2 separate regions of the Mus musculus genome follow, and region 1 is linked to region 2. The links are chromatin contacts, called in public promoter capture Hi-C maps. All regions are on one chromosome and are shown on one strand. The core of a region is the stretch at or near the end of the contact, and the rest is flanking DNA. Distances in the headings are between cores, read along the strand shown.

Region 1 (6,145 bases), core at 2,245-4,744, 210 kb before region 2:
TCTAAAGTGCTGCATCATTTCATGGTGCTGTGATGTAGGTTAGAGTGTGAAGTGCATTGTGGCTTATACAGTGGGTCTTCTGGGATTTGGCCCTATCATGAACCAGAGCCAGATCCTGTTTAAAAATAGGAAATGTGAGTCTTTCGAACTCGTGTGTGTGTATGTGTGTGTGTGTGTGTGTGTGTGTATGTGTGTGTATCCATGTGCATACATGGGAATTTGAATGTGGAGGTCAATGGTTGATGTCAGACATTTTCCTTGATCACTTTCCATTTTGCTTTTAGATACAGGGCTGCTTTCTGAATCTGGATCTCACCAATGTGGTTAGAGGTAGCAACTGCCCAGGGTCTTTCTGTCTCCCCAAGTACAGTGCTGGATTACAAGCATTGCTGGGTTCTGGGGATGTGAACTCAGGTCCTTGTGTTTGAGTAGCAAGTTGTTTACCAACTAAGCCATCTCTGTTCCCAAACTATCAGTCTTTTGAAAATCTTTTACAGCATTTGTGGTCTCTTGATATTCTATACAAATTTTAGAGATTTTGAATCTGATAGGAACTGCATTTAATGCTTAGATTCCACGCCTTCCAGCTCATGAACAGCAAAGCAAGCCTTCCTGTTTTAATATTCTCTTTAAATTTTTACTTCTTTAGCCAGACAATGGTAGTGCACTCCTTTAATCCTAGCACTCAGGAGGCAGAGGCAGGCAGAATTATTTGGTTTCAAGGCCAGCCTGGTCTACAAAGTGAATTCCAGGCCAGCCGGACTACACAGAGAAACCCTGTCTCAAAAATCAAAAACAAAACAAAAAATGTTTTTACTTATTCGATGCATTCCATTTACATATTTTTCAGTCACTAATGATGATTTTGTAGGTTATTCATTTTGTGTGTGTGTGTGCAACTCTTCATAGGGAAACGAATGCTCATGTGTGCACATCCTCATTTCTGTGTTGAAGCCAGAGTCAAAGTTGAACGTCTTAAGTCCCTCTCCACCTTACTGAACTTGGAGCCCACTCCTGAGTCACCAGCAGCTCTGAGCATCCTCCCTTTGCTGCCTCCCTAGCACTGGAATTGTGGGAGTGTTTGGAGTATCTAGATGCTAGGAGATGACCTCATGTCCTCAGCAAGTGCCATACTGTGAGAGTCACTGCCCAGCCCTAACATACTTACTTTTTTTTTTAATGCTAGTTTATGTGTAATACTGCTTGTCATTCTATTGTCTTTAAATTTTTATTCATTGTTATTTCGTATAGCATATTCATTGTTAGATTAGGAAAGAACAAGTGTTTGTGTGTGTGTGTGGACTTTTTGCCTTTGCTGAAATTGTTTGATGTTCTCAGATAGTATTGTGAAACCTTTCCTGTTTTCCTTCGTGCACAATTATATCATCTATGATCAAAGATCATGCTCTTTCTTCCTACCTGGGATCTACTGTCTCAGGTGAGACATGCTCACACGTCTATACTCAGAACCAAGAGCCTCCACTGTGCCAACTGTCATGTTTCACTTGAGTTCAGATTTTCATGAGGCTGATGACCCTGCCCCACTCACAAGTAAACAGTGCCACAGGGGAACCTGATTCAGTGATTGCCAGGCATTGCCCTGCACCCCAACCCCTTGGACTATGTTCTTTGTGACTAAAAGTCACAGGCCCTTATCTAGGTCTCAGAACAGTTTTGCCGACTGCAAATACTTTTTCAGTGTGGGAGGTGGAAATGGAGGTTGGTCAGTGTCATGATCCTGCTCAGCAGTCCCCTTTGTGTGCACTTTAGGAATAAAGAAAATATCCAGGATATTCTCAATATTTTACATTTCTTTACATGCATCATCTCAAGCATTGTTTCTGTGGTTTGAGATTTCATAGGTAACAGCCTATGCTAATGGACCACAGTCCTGCTGTGCCTCACACCATGAGGGGTACAGTAAGCATCCGGGAATGAAAGGGTAACCAACACTAGCCAACCTCTGGCCAAGCTTTGCCCCAACTAAGCTTTCCAAAGGTGACACTCAAGAGTCACAGTCATCCCAGAAGAAACCTACCTGCCTCAGCTTCTCAGTAACTGCGTCTCAGTTGCCTCCCATCTCCCACCCATGACCTGTGTTGGCTCCTGACTTACCGTACCATAACTCAGCTGGGCAGGGCCAAAAGGAATAGGCAGGAACATGCATCGAGACGGGTGTGGGTGTGGGTGTGGGGAGGGACCCTTTACCCCACCCAGCCCACAGACCTCTGGCACAAGGTCTGCTTTACCTATATCCATGTAGAAGACTGTCAGGGGAACAACTGACCCACCAAGAAACCAAGGGTGAAAAAGAGACAGAGGCCACCATGTGATAAGTACTTGGTCCAACCTACAGGCCTCTGGGACTCTCAACAACTGTTGACAGTTTCTCAGCTTTCTCAGATCTGACCTAAGATGCTTCCAGGTTCTGAGTCTGGCCTCTCCAATCAACCCAGTAAGTAACCTCAAAGCTGAACACAAGACTCCAGGAGCTGCAGCCCCCTTCTTCCCACTGCCTCTCATCACAAAAACCAGACAGTGGCACTTGCTGTCATAGCCGGGTGCTGTGTCTTGCAGTACCTGCAAGTTACTTGTGTCCTAACAATAATGTGCTCCTTGAGCCTCCAGGATGGTCTTACCCCCCATCCCCCCATGTTTGGCAGTATTCACAAATATCTCAAAAACACCGCCCATGTAACACGAGGAAGACATCTCTCCATCCCTCTTAAGATGATTGTTAGCACAGGGCTTGACCTAACAAAAAGCCAAGAGTGAATAAAATTAGATAGTGGTCCCCATGTGACAACTACATGGACATCTAGCTGGCCTCCCCAGAATTCTATTGACAGTTGGTGACAGCCTTTCAGCTTTCTCGGGTGAGAGCTAAGAAGTCCCCAGGTTTTGAATTTGGCCTTCCTTGAGAGTTGAATGACCTCCTACCTGTGCTCAAGGCTCCACAGGCTGGAGCCTCCTTCCTTACACTGCCTCTCCCTCACCCTCATCTGCTAGCCACATAAGCCACTTCAGTGGCCATTGCTGCATAGTGATAGTGCCCACTGATAGTGTCAGTCAGACCTCATATCCTACTAGCCAAGTGTTCCCTGAAGCCTCCAAAAGGCCTTGTTCCATTCTGAGACAATGTCTTCGGTCCCCTCGGATCTCTGGTCATGTGGCAAATTAGTCTATGACCGTTGCACCCTGAGGCAGGGTCCATGGCTACGTGCCCGCTGTGCTTACAGTGTCCAACCCAATATAACCACTATGCAATTCTCTGTGGAGCTATCAGTGCCACTCCCCTGGATAAGCACCACAGGAAAGAAGAAAGGGCAGGAACCTCTGATGTTGACTTTCCCTTGATTTTTCTGACACCCCCTTCCCCCATATAGGCTCTGTTTGAACATTAATTAACACAGCTACTTGGCTCAAGGCAGAGAACAAAGTGCAGCCTTCCCCTCCTCCCTCTTTATAAGGGACCAGGTTCCCAGTCCATCATAAGAGGATCTTTCCTGATTCTAAGTTTCTGGAACGAGTATTCCTTCAAAAGCCTGGAAGCAGTAGGGCAGCCATGGGGCTGCTGGTTGGAGATGACTTATGGGCTGTGGTCATATTCACAGCCATCTTCCTGCTTCTGGTGGACCTGGTGCACCGGCGCCAGCGCTGGACTGCCTGCTACCCACCAGGCCCTGTGCCATTCCCTGGGCTGGGAAACCTGCTGCAGGTGGACTTCGAGAACATACCATACAGCTTTTACAAGGTGAGAGAGGTGGTGGTGGAGGACAGAAGAAGTCAGAGTGACCCAGGCAGCACGTGGAGGTGTTGAAGCCACTGGAAAGACAGGAAGATGGCCCCCAAGAGAAAAAAAGAGTTGTTGGGAAAACAAAGTGGAGTGTGTGTGTGTGTGTGTGTGTGTGTGTGTGTGTGTGTGTAATAGTCTCTTCCTGTTGTGTGGTCTCAGGCCTCGCTGCCTATCTTAGGAACCTGAATTTTTTCTTGTATGGTGGAGTATGAAGGGACCCAAGGATCTTGTTCAGGCTGAGTCACAGCTGAATGATAATATTTGCTGTGAGGTCTTTGTTAAATTGAGAAGATATGGTTGCCAAGCAACAAGGTGCCCCAACCATAGGCTAGGGATGTAGGCCTGTGATAGAGCATTTGCCCAGCATATGTCAGGAACAAGGTTCAATAAGTTCTATATATGTGTATGTACAGACACAGACACAGACACAGACACAGACACAGACACAGACACAGACACAGACACAGACACAGACACACACACACACACACACACACACACACACACACACACACAGAGAGAGAGAGAGAGAGAGAGAGAGAGAGAGAGAGAGAGAGAGAGAGAGAAGCAGAGACTTGTATGAAGAGTATTGATCTTCCACTCTGCTGGAAACCTCTACTTCCTATGTGCTCTGTCCTATTTCAGCTTCAAAACCGCTATGGCAATGTGTTCAGCCTACAGATGGCCTGGAAGCCCGTGGTTGTGGTCAACGGACTGAAGGCAGTGCGGGAACTGCTGGTGACCTATGGAGAGGACACTTCTGACCGCCCCCTAATGCCCATCTATAATCACATAGGCTATGGGCACAAATCAAAAGGCAAAGCTCTATAGTGGGGGCAAGGCAGGGAGAGTAGGGCTTGAGAGGGGTGAGCAGAAGATAGACAGACCTAATGGAGATGATGTGGTCCGGCAAGGCAAGGGAAAAACACTGGGGTGGAGGGTGGAGCCTAAGGAATGCAAGGTGCCAATATGTGCTAGAAAAGTGCTGGGCACTGACTGCTAAGACTGACCACAGAGAAATGTTGGGAACAGAAGAGACCACATAGCTAGGTGCCCTCAGTTACACACAGATATGTCTGCAGGTGTGATCCTTGCACCTTACGGGCCCGAGTGGCGAGAGCAGCGGCGATTTTCTGTGTCTACCCTGCGTGACTTCGGCCTGGGCAAGAAATCACTGGAGCAGTGGGTGACAGAGGAGGCTGGCCACCTCTGCGATGCTTTCACCAAGGAGGCCGGTGGGTGATGTTAGAGATGGAGAGTGTGAGCAGGGACTGAAGAGCACTATCATGACTTGCTTGCATCTCCAATCCTAGAACATCCCTTCAATCCCAGCCCCCTCCTAAGTAAAGCTGTGAGCAACGTGATCGCCTCCCTCATTTATGCTCGTCGATTTGAGTATGAAGACCCTTTCTTCAACAGGATGCTCAAAACATTGAAGGAAAGCTTAGGAGAAGACACTGGCTTCGTCGGAGAGGTATGTGGCTCGGGGCAGTGGGCCTGGCCACTTCTATGCTATAAATTCTATCAGAGTAAGTATGAATTCAGGGTGGGTGGGCCTGGTGTGATGGCCAAGTGCAGGGAGAAAGGCTTGGGTGTTGACAAACCTCAGATAAGTGGAGGGGAGGAGCAGACCAAGGTTAATGGCTCTAGAAAGGGGGTGAGCCTGCAGGGAAACCACACAAGCCTGTTATATTTGAAGGGTAGAGTATTTCTTTTCTTCACCCTGAGCTACAGGAGAGCATGCAGGCTAGAACTGGGGAAGAAGCAGGTGATGGGTAGGGACAGATTCTGAGTCCATTGCGGAAGAGGCTGAGAACTGTGACTGGTCCAGGTAAACACTGAGCAGAAACAGCCCCCGGGGGCAAAAGAGCTAGATGGTCAGTGGGTAAATGAGCTTACCAAGCAAGCCTGGAGCCCTGAGCTGGATTCCTGAGTCCCATATAAGGGATAAAACTTACTCTATAAGTTGTTCTCTAATGACAAAACATGAGTCACTATATACAGGCAAGCACATGTGTGTACATGCATGTGCACACACACTGGCACACAAAATTATGAATTCTTAATTAGAAAGAAAAGCAACTGGACCTGTTTTGTTTCTTTCACAGGTGCTGAATGCCATCCCAATGCTACTACACATCCCTGGTTTGCCTGATAAAGCCTTCCCCAAGCTGAATTCATTCATAGCCTTAGTGAATAAGATGTTAATTGAGCACGACTCGACCTGGGATCCTGCACAGCCACCCCGAGATTTGACTGATGCCTTCCTGGCTGAGGTGGAGAAGGTGAATGGCAGCTCCAAGAAGTCTGGCCAGGGGCTGTGCACTGAGGTCCTGTGAGCTGTGATGC
Region 2 (6,891 bases), core at 3,441-5,940:
AAGGCTGCCTCCTGAGAGGCCCTGCCAGAGCCTTATAAATACAGAGACGGACGCTCACAGCCAACGATTGGACTGAGCGCAGAATCTTCAATACAGCAGTTAAAGGACCAAAGGAGTTGAAAGGGATTGCAACCCCACAGAAAGAACAACAATATCAACCAATCAGTCCCCCAGAGCTCTCAGGGACAAAGCCACCAACAAAGGATTACACACGGCTCCAGCTGCATACTCTGCAGAGGATGGCCTTGTCATGAATCAATGGGAGGAGAGGTCCTTGGTCCTATGAGGCTCAATAGATACCCCAGGGTAGAGGAACTGAGGTTGGGGAGGTGGGAGTGTGTAGGTGGGTCAAGGAACCCCCTCATAAAATCAGGGGGAGGGAGAATGGGATAGGGGGATCCTGAGGGGGGAGACTTGTAAAGGGGATAATTTTTGAAATGGAAATAAAATATCTAAATAAATAAATGGAAAAAAGAAATCTCAGCTCTACCTGCATCACCTCCATTCCTCTAACACCAGTCCCTCAGTTCTGACTCTTTTCTTTGTCCTCGGCCCCTAAACATCATTCAGAATACATGATCACATGTTAAAAAGTTCATCAAAATTTAACACAGAAAATCAAATCATAAATTGAAATAGGAGTTTACAACAGAGAATGTTTACATGCATATCCATTAGGAATGATTATCTAGCTAAATATCTATCACCTGTCATAGCTACACAGGTTCACTGAAGGTTTAAAACCGTAACTAAGTTATTAGTGAAGTTTTTACTGTAGATAACCCCAGTCAATAATTTATTTATTTTATCTGCACCTATAATAAATCCATTTTATGACCTTTGGTTAATTGTTTTACGACCTCCTGGGATGTACTCTGAGTAGGAGAAAATCTGGTTACTATCTAAGAGCAATTAACTGGTAGCACTCGAGGAATGGCAGAGTTCTCATTGCAGCTTTGATCAACAGAAAAGGACCTAATAGCAGTCCCATTATAAAAGAGCTTAATAATCATAGATATAATTTTAAAAATTCTTATAGGATCATCATTAAGACTTAAGTCATCTATTTGTCTACATAGCATCATAACAAGATAGTACATCTTCGTGAAGCTGCTCCAAAGAATATACTACTACTTAGTGATAGTTATTTACATTTAATAATCATAGGAAAAGCATATTAATAGCAGAAATCTTTCATGAAATGAGTTTTTCACAGCCTTGCTTAATGAGAGCTTACCTGTTGCAGATTATATAATCATCTGAGGCAGGTCACTTCAGGATGATCACCTACTAGCTATTAGCTTGTGCCATTATGGCTCCTGACAATGTGTTTTGCAGGCAAATGAATGGATCTAGAAAACATCATGCTGAGTGAGGTAATTTTGACCCAAAAGGACATGCCTAATATTTACTCACTAATAAATGGATATTAGCCAAAAATGTACAGTATACCCAGGATACAATACACAGAACTCAAGACGGTTAACAAGGTGAAAGGCCCAAGTGAGGATGCCTCAATCCCTCTAGGGAGGGAGAAGTAAGCAGTCACAGGAGGATGAAGAGAGGGAGGGACCAGAGTGGGAAAGGGGACAGTGCAAGGAGGACAGGAACCTGATCATGTATCGGGTGGGGAACAGGACAGAAGCTCTGAGGGCCAGCAGAAAGAATGGAAACAGGCATCCTCTAGAGGTAGGAGGTGGGTATACCCCCTAGAATGTCCTAAAGACCTGGGAGGTGAGAGAATCTCAGGGTGCAAAGGGAGGGACCTTACATGAAATCCCCTACATTGATGAAAAGGAACTTTTAAAGTTCACCTCTAGTAGAAAAACAGGGCATAAAGTAGAGGGTTGAGTTTGTCATTCCACAGTCAAAAACTCTGATGCAGGATTGTTCCTGTCTGAAAGAACTGCAGGAATGAAAACTGAGAAGAACATGCGCGAAAGGAGGCCCAAATAGGGAGCCAGCTCAAGGGGAGGCCCCAAGACCTGACACTATTACTGATGCTATGGTGTGCTTACAAATATGAATGTAGCAGGACTGTCCTCTAAAAGCTCCAACAAGCAGCTGAAAGAGTCAGATGCAGATATTTGCACTCAAGCAATGGAGAGAAGTTGGTGACCCCTGTGGTTGAATTAGGGAAATGCTGAAGAAGCTGAGGAGGAGAGCAACCCTATAGAAACCCAGTAGTACGAACTAACCTGGACCCCCGAGATTTCTCAGACATGGAGCCACCAACGAGGAAGCATACAGCAACTGATATGAGCCCCCCCCCTCATATATATCTACAGCTGAAGACTGCCTGGTCTGGACTCAGTGAGAAAAGATGCATCTAACCCTCACAAGGCTTGAGGGCCCAGAGAGTGAGGAGGTCTGTTGCAGTCGGGGTTTGAGGACTGGGAACATCCTCTTGGAGACAGGGGGAAGAAGTATGGGATGAAGAACAATCAGAGAATGGACTAGGATGGAGGTGAATACTGGTCTGTAAAGAAAAGATTAAAGAATAAGAGAAAATAAAAAGAAAAACATAATCTCAGCCCTGCCTGCATCATGCCTGACCAGACAATGCCATGCTCCCACCTTGATGATAATGGTCTAAACTTCTGAACCTGTAAACAAGTCCTAATCAAATGTTTTTCTGTATGAGAGTTTCCTTGGTCATGGTGTAGGTTCACAACAGTAAAACCCTAATTAAGACAGAAGTTGGTTCCAGGAGTTGCGTATTCCTGTGATAGGCTTGACCATGTTTTTTTCTGTAAGAATGTAGATGCGGGTACTACGGATTTGGAAAGCAGTGGAAAGTTTCAAGTGGGGCTTAATGGGCTATCGTGGTAGAAATATGAAAGACTTTGTAGCTGAGATTGATTTGAACTGTATAGTGCTGGCCCAAGATGGTTTAGTGGAGAAGAATTTCAGTATGTAGCCTGCAGTCTTTTTTTTTTTTTTTTCTGGTATTTTGGTGAAGAATGTGGCTGCTCTCTGTTCTGCTCTGAAGGGTCTACTGAGGCTAAGGTAAAGATATTTATATTAATTGCACTGACAAAGTAAATCTCAAAAAGGCCCAGCAGAAACTTTGTTCTCTGTTTAAATCACATGAAGAACATTTTAAATAAGCCTAGCAAGCTGAGAAAAGAAAAACATAATATATATGGTTCAAATATTAAAGGGCCACCAAGGCTTAAAATGGAGCTGAATCCTGTGCTCAAAAATATTAAATTGAATTAAAGAGTGACTGAGCCAGCTCAGTGAGTCAACAGGGTCTCAAGGGAGGGAGGGAGGATTGAAAAGAAAAGGACAATTAGACAACATTATAAGAAGAAGGATGAGTATGACTAAGCTATATACTCCATTCTGGAAGCTTGACAAAGAAGAAAATACTGACCTTAAGCCTTGAATAATTTTATGAGCCATATCCACAGGATCAAAACTCAGCAGAGCAGCATAGCTTAAATTCATAATCTAGGTATGTTATTTTAAAATATCCAGAGAGGTGTAAGAATTATGCCAAATATTCTACAAGTGTCTTTGAATTTTATCCCAATTATAGTGACTCTCATTGGGAACATGAGAAGTGACAGAAATCCATTGGAATATAGCATGACATTTAAGATGTCTTCTTACTCTTAAACTCTGATTCTCCTCTCCAAGAGTTTGAATAGTATCATAAGGAGCATCAATCTGTTGTTCCAAGGTCTATCTAAATCTTCTTGAATACTCAAGAGCATTAGTAACATTTTTTCTAAATCATTTTAAAAAGTAGCTGTCTTCACTTCTTGTGTCAAAGTGATTGCAGAAGTAGTAATGCGAGCTATCAATGAAATCAAAACTTATACTGGCAACAATCAAGGCCACTAAACTCTTGATTCTGCTTAAGACCTGACTCACTTCTTCCAGTATCTGCAAGCTTTTTTTTTTTTTCAGAATACCAAGGTCTTTTCATACTTATAGGCTCGTTGAGAGACCACTATGACAGCAACACTAGATTTCAATACACTAACACAATTAGAAAGTGTACATTAAATGCAACTTACACTAACTACCATAGAAGAAACTAAAGTAATTTTAACATGACTAACCAAAAAAAAAAAAAAGAATTAGGAGCCTTAACACACCCAGTAATGTTTGCTCAAAATCAAGATCGTGTCTCAATTTTATCTACTGCAAATGTCACTTCATACAAGGCAGCTGTCAATTTTCAAATATGTCTTTGAAAATGACCAGAACAAGGCTCCCAAATAAAGACTGTTACTTTTTTCCCCGAATATTGGATTGATTTCCAGACCAGCTCGTGATTAAGTCAGAATAACTGGTCACATTAAAGGAAAGAGACGGAACATTATATCTTCTCTATTTGATTAACTTTTTGAAGGCAGTTTCTACGGTCTCTATGCTCTCTGTCCCAAAGGTCTGAAAGCTTGAGGCAGGTTGTCCAGTGTCCCGGTTTCCGCAGTCTCCAGCCCACAGCGACACAAACGACACAGACACCAAATCCGGTTCGCACAGTAATTTTACTTCAGGCTTTTTCTTTTACAGCTCTCTTCCCCAGCAGCTTCTTCTTAGGGCAAGGGCTAAACTACTCCTATTACAACAGCTTCACTTACCCTACTTCTCACGGCTTCAACCTAGGGCAAGGGCTAAAAAACAACTCACTACTCACAGCTGACTCACCTCCTTCTAGCTCCACCCCACCTATTCCAATCAGAATTCACACACAGTCCAGGCACGTGCTCAGGTCGTTCAGATCACGAGGAACAGTCCAGCCTGGCAGGCAGCCCAGGCATGCAGCCTCACTGCGCATGCTCGGGCAAGGAAGTAAACAAGTGGGTTTCACGGGGCCTGCGGCCGCACCTGCTTCCCACAGTCCATGGGCAGGTAAAGGTGGGTCAGGAACATATGTCTAATACAGCTTCCCTGTCACCATTGTCAGGGGACTCAGCAAGCTCACAGTCAGGACCATTCTTTTTCCCAGCATCAGCATGTCTCAACAATGGCTCAGGCAATTCCCATGCTCCTTCAGCATTCTGAGGAAAAAATACAAACATGCCCTCGTTTCCATATTAATACCTGATCAGGATCATGCCATATACCAATAAGTGGATCTTTCCATTTCATCTACACATAAGTATATATAGTTTTAGGGTGCCATAAAGACCCAGGTGAGAATTCATTGACATCCAAATTTCAAACATTTAAAATAAAAAGAACATGATTTTATAGTTTTGTGGTATCTGGAGACATAATTCCCCATTTTTTTATTTTGTGAAAGTATTGTTTTAAAGTTCCATGGGCTCGTTCGACAATACCTTTTCCATAAGGAAAATAAGGAACCCAGTAATATGTGTAACATTACATTCCTGACAAAATGTCTCAAAAGCTTGACTGCAATAGCCAGTTTTTGGGGGGGCTGGTTGACTGGTTGGTTTTTTTCATTGTTTTGTCTCCCCCTTTCAACTCTGATTTTATTAATTTGGATACTGTCTCTGTGCTCTCTGGTTAGTCTACTATCTATCTTGTTGATTTTCTCAAAGAACCAGCTCCTGGTTTTGTTGGTTCTCTGTATAGTTCTTTTTGTTTCTATTTGGTTGATTTCAGCCATCATTTGATTATTTCCTGATGTATATTCCTCTTAAGTGTATTTGATTCTTTTTGTTCTAGAGCTTTCAGGTGTGCTGTCAGGCTGCTAGTGTAAGCTCTCTTCAGTTTATTTTCAGAAGCACTTAGAGCTATGAGTTTTCCTCTTACCACTGCTTTCATTGTGACCCATAAGTTTTGGTATGATGTGTCTTCATTTTCACAAAATTCTAAAAAGCCTTTAATTTTTTTCTTTATTTCTTCCTTAACCAAGATATCATTAAGTAGAGCATTGTTCAGCTTCCATGTGTATGTGTGCTTTCTGTTGTTTTTGTTGGTATTTAAGACCAGCATTAATCCATGGTATTTTGATAGGGTGCATGGGATTATTTCAGTCTTTTTATAACTGTTGAGTCCTGTTTAGTGACCAACGATATGGCCAATTTAGGAGAAGGAACTATGAGGGGCTAAGAAGAAGGCATATTCTTTTGCTTTAGGATGAAATGTTCTATAGATACTTGTTAAATCCATTTGGTTCATAACTTCTGTTAGTTTCACTGTGTCTCTGTTTAGTTTCTCTTTCCATGATCTGTCTATTGCTGAGAGTGGGCTGTTGAAGTCTCCCACAATTATTGCGTGGGGTGTGGTGAGTTCTTTGAGCTTTAGTAAAGTTTCTTTTATGAGTATGGGTGTTCTTGCATTTGGGCCATACATATTAAGAATTGAAAGTTCATCTTTGTAGATTTTTCACTTGACCAGTATAAAGTGTCCTTCCTTATCCTTTTTGATAACTTTTGGTAGAATGTTTATTTTATTCCATATTAGAATGGCTACTCCAGCTTTTTTCTTGGGATCATTTGCTTGGAAAATTGTTTTCCAGCCTTTTACTCTGAGGTAGTGCCTATCTTTGACATTGAGGTGTGTTTCCTGTATGTGGAAAAAGGTTGGGTCCTGTTTACATATCCAGTCTGTTAGTTTATGTCTTTCTATTGGGGAATTGAATCCATTAATGTTAAGAGATATTAAGGAAAAGTGATTGTTACTTCCTGTTATTTGTGTTGTTAGAGGTGGAATTATGTTATGTGGCTATCTTCTCTTGTGTTTGTTGAAAGATTACTTTCTTGCTTTTTTTCCTAGGGTGTATTTTCTCTCTTTGTGTTGGTGTTTTCCATATATTATCCTTTGTAGGGCTGGATTTATGAAAAGATATTTTGTAAATTTGGTTTTGTCTTGGAATATCTTGGTTTCTCCATGTTTGGTAATTGAGAATTTTGCTGTATATAGTAGCCTGGGCTGGCATTTATATTCTCTTAGAGCCTCTAT

Evidence for each region. Promoter capture Hi-C pulls out the DNA fragments that hold promoters and counts their contacts.
Region 1: a promoter capture Hi-C map of liver shows a contact between it and region 2, with 2.9 times the contacts expected there. The contact joins the promoter of Cyp2d26 here to the enhancer-like site in region 2. A contact is called at or near these places in 7 of 39 promoter capture datasets (the HPC-7 cell line, embryonic stem cells, hippocampal neurons and 2 more).

Annotation. Positions count from the first base shown.
Region 1 is chr15:82,791,594-82,797,738 of GRCm38.p6, reverse strand. Cyp2d26 (cytochrome P450, family 2, subfamily d, polypeptide 26) reads left to right here and starts at 3,494. Exons shown (of 9, transcript NM_029562.2): 1 at 3,494-3,754; 2 at 4,442-4,613; 3 at 4,879-5,031; 4 at 5,110-5,270; 5 at 5,905-6,081. The coding sequence starts at 3,566.
Region 2 is chr15:82,580,685-82,587,575 of GRCm38.p6, reverse strand. No RefSeq gene overlaps it. Among named protein-coding and RNA genes, the nearest start is that of Cyp2d12, 29 kb to the right of the region's middle. Within about 2 kb of position 4,690, at least 5 of the 459 cell types and tissues checked have an H3K27ac peak or open chromatin away from gene starts, as enhancers often do. A contact at or near this core is called in liver, where this site is marked.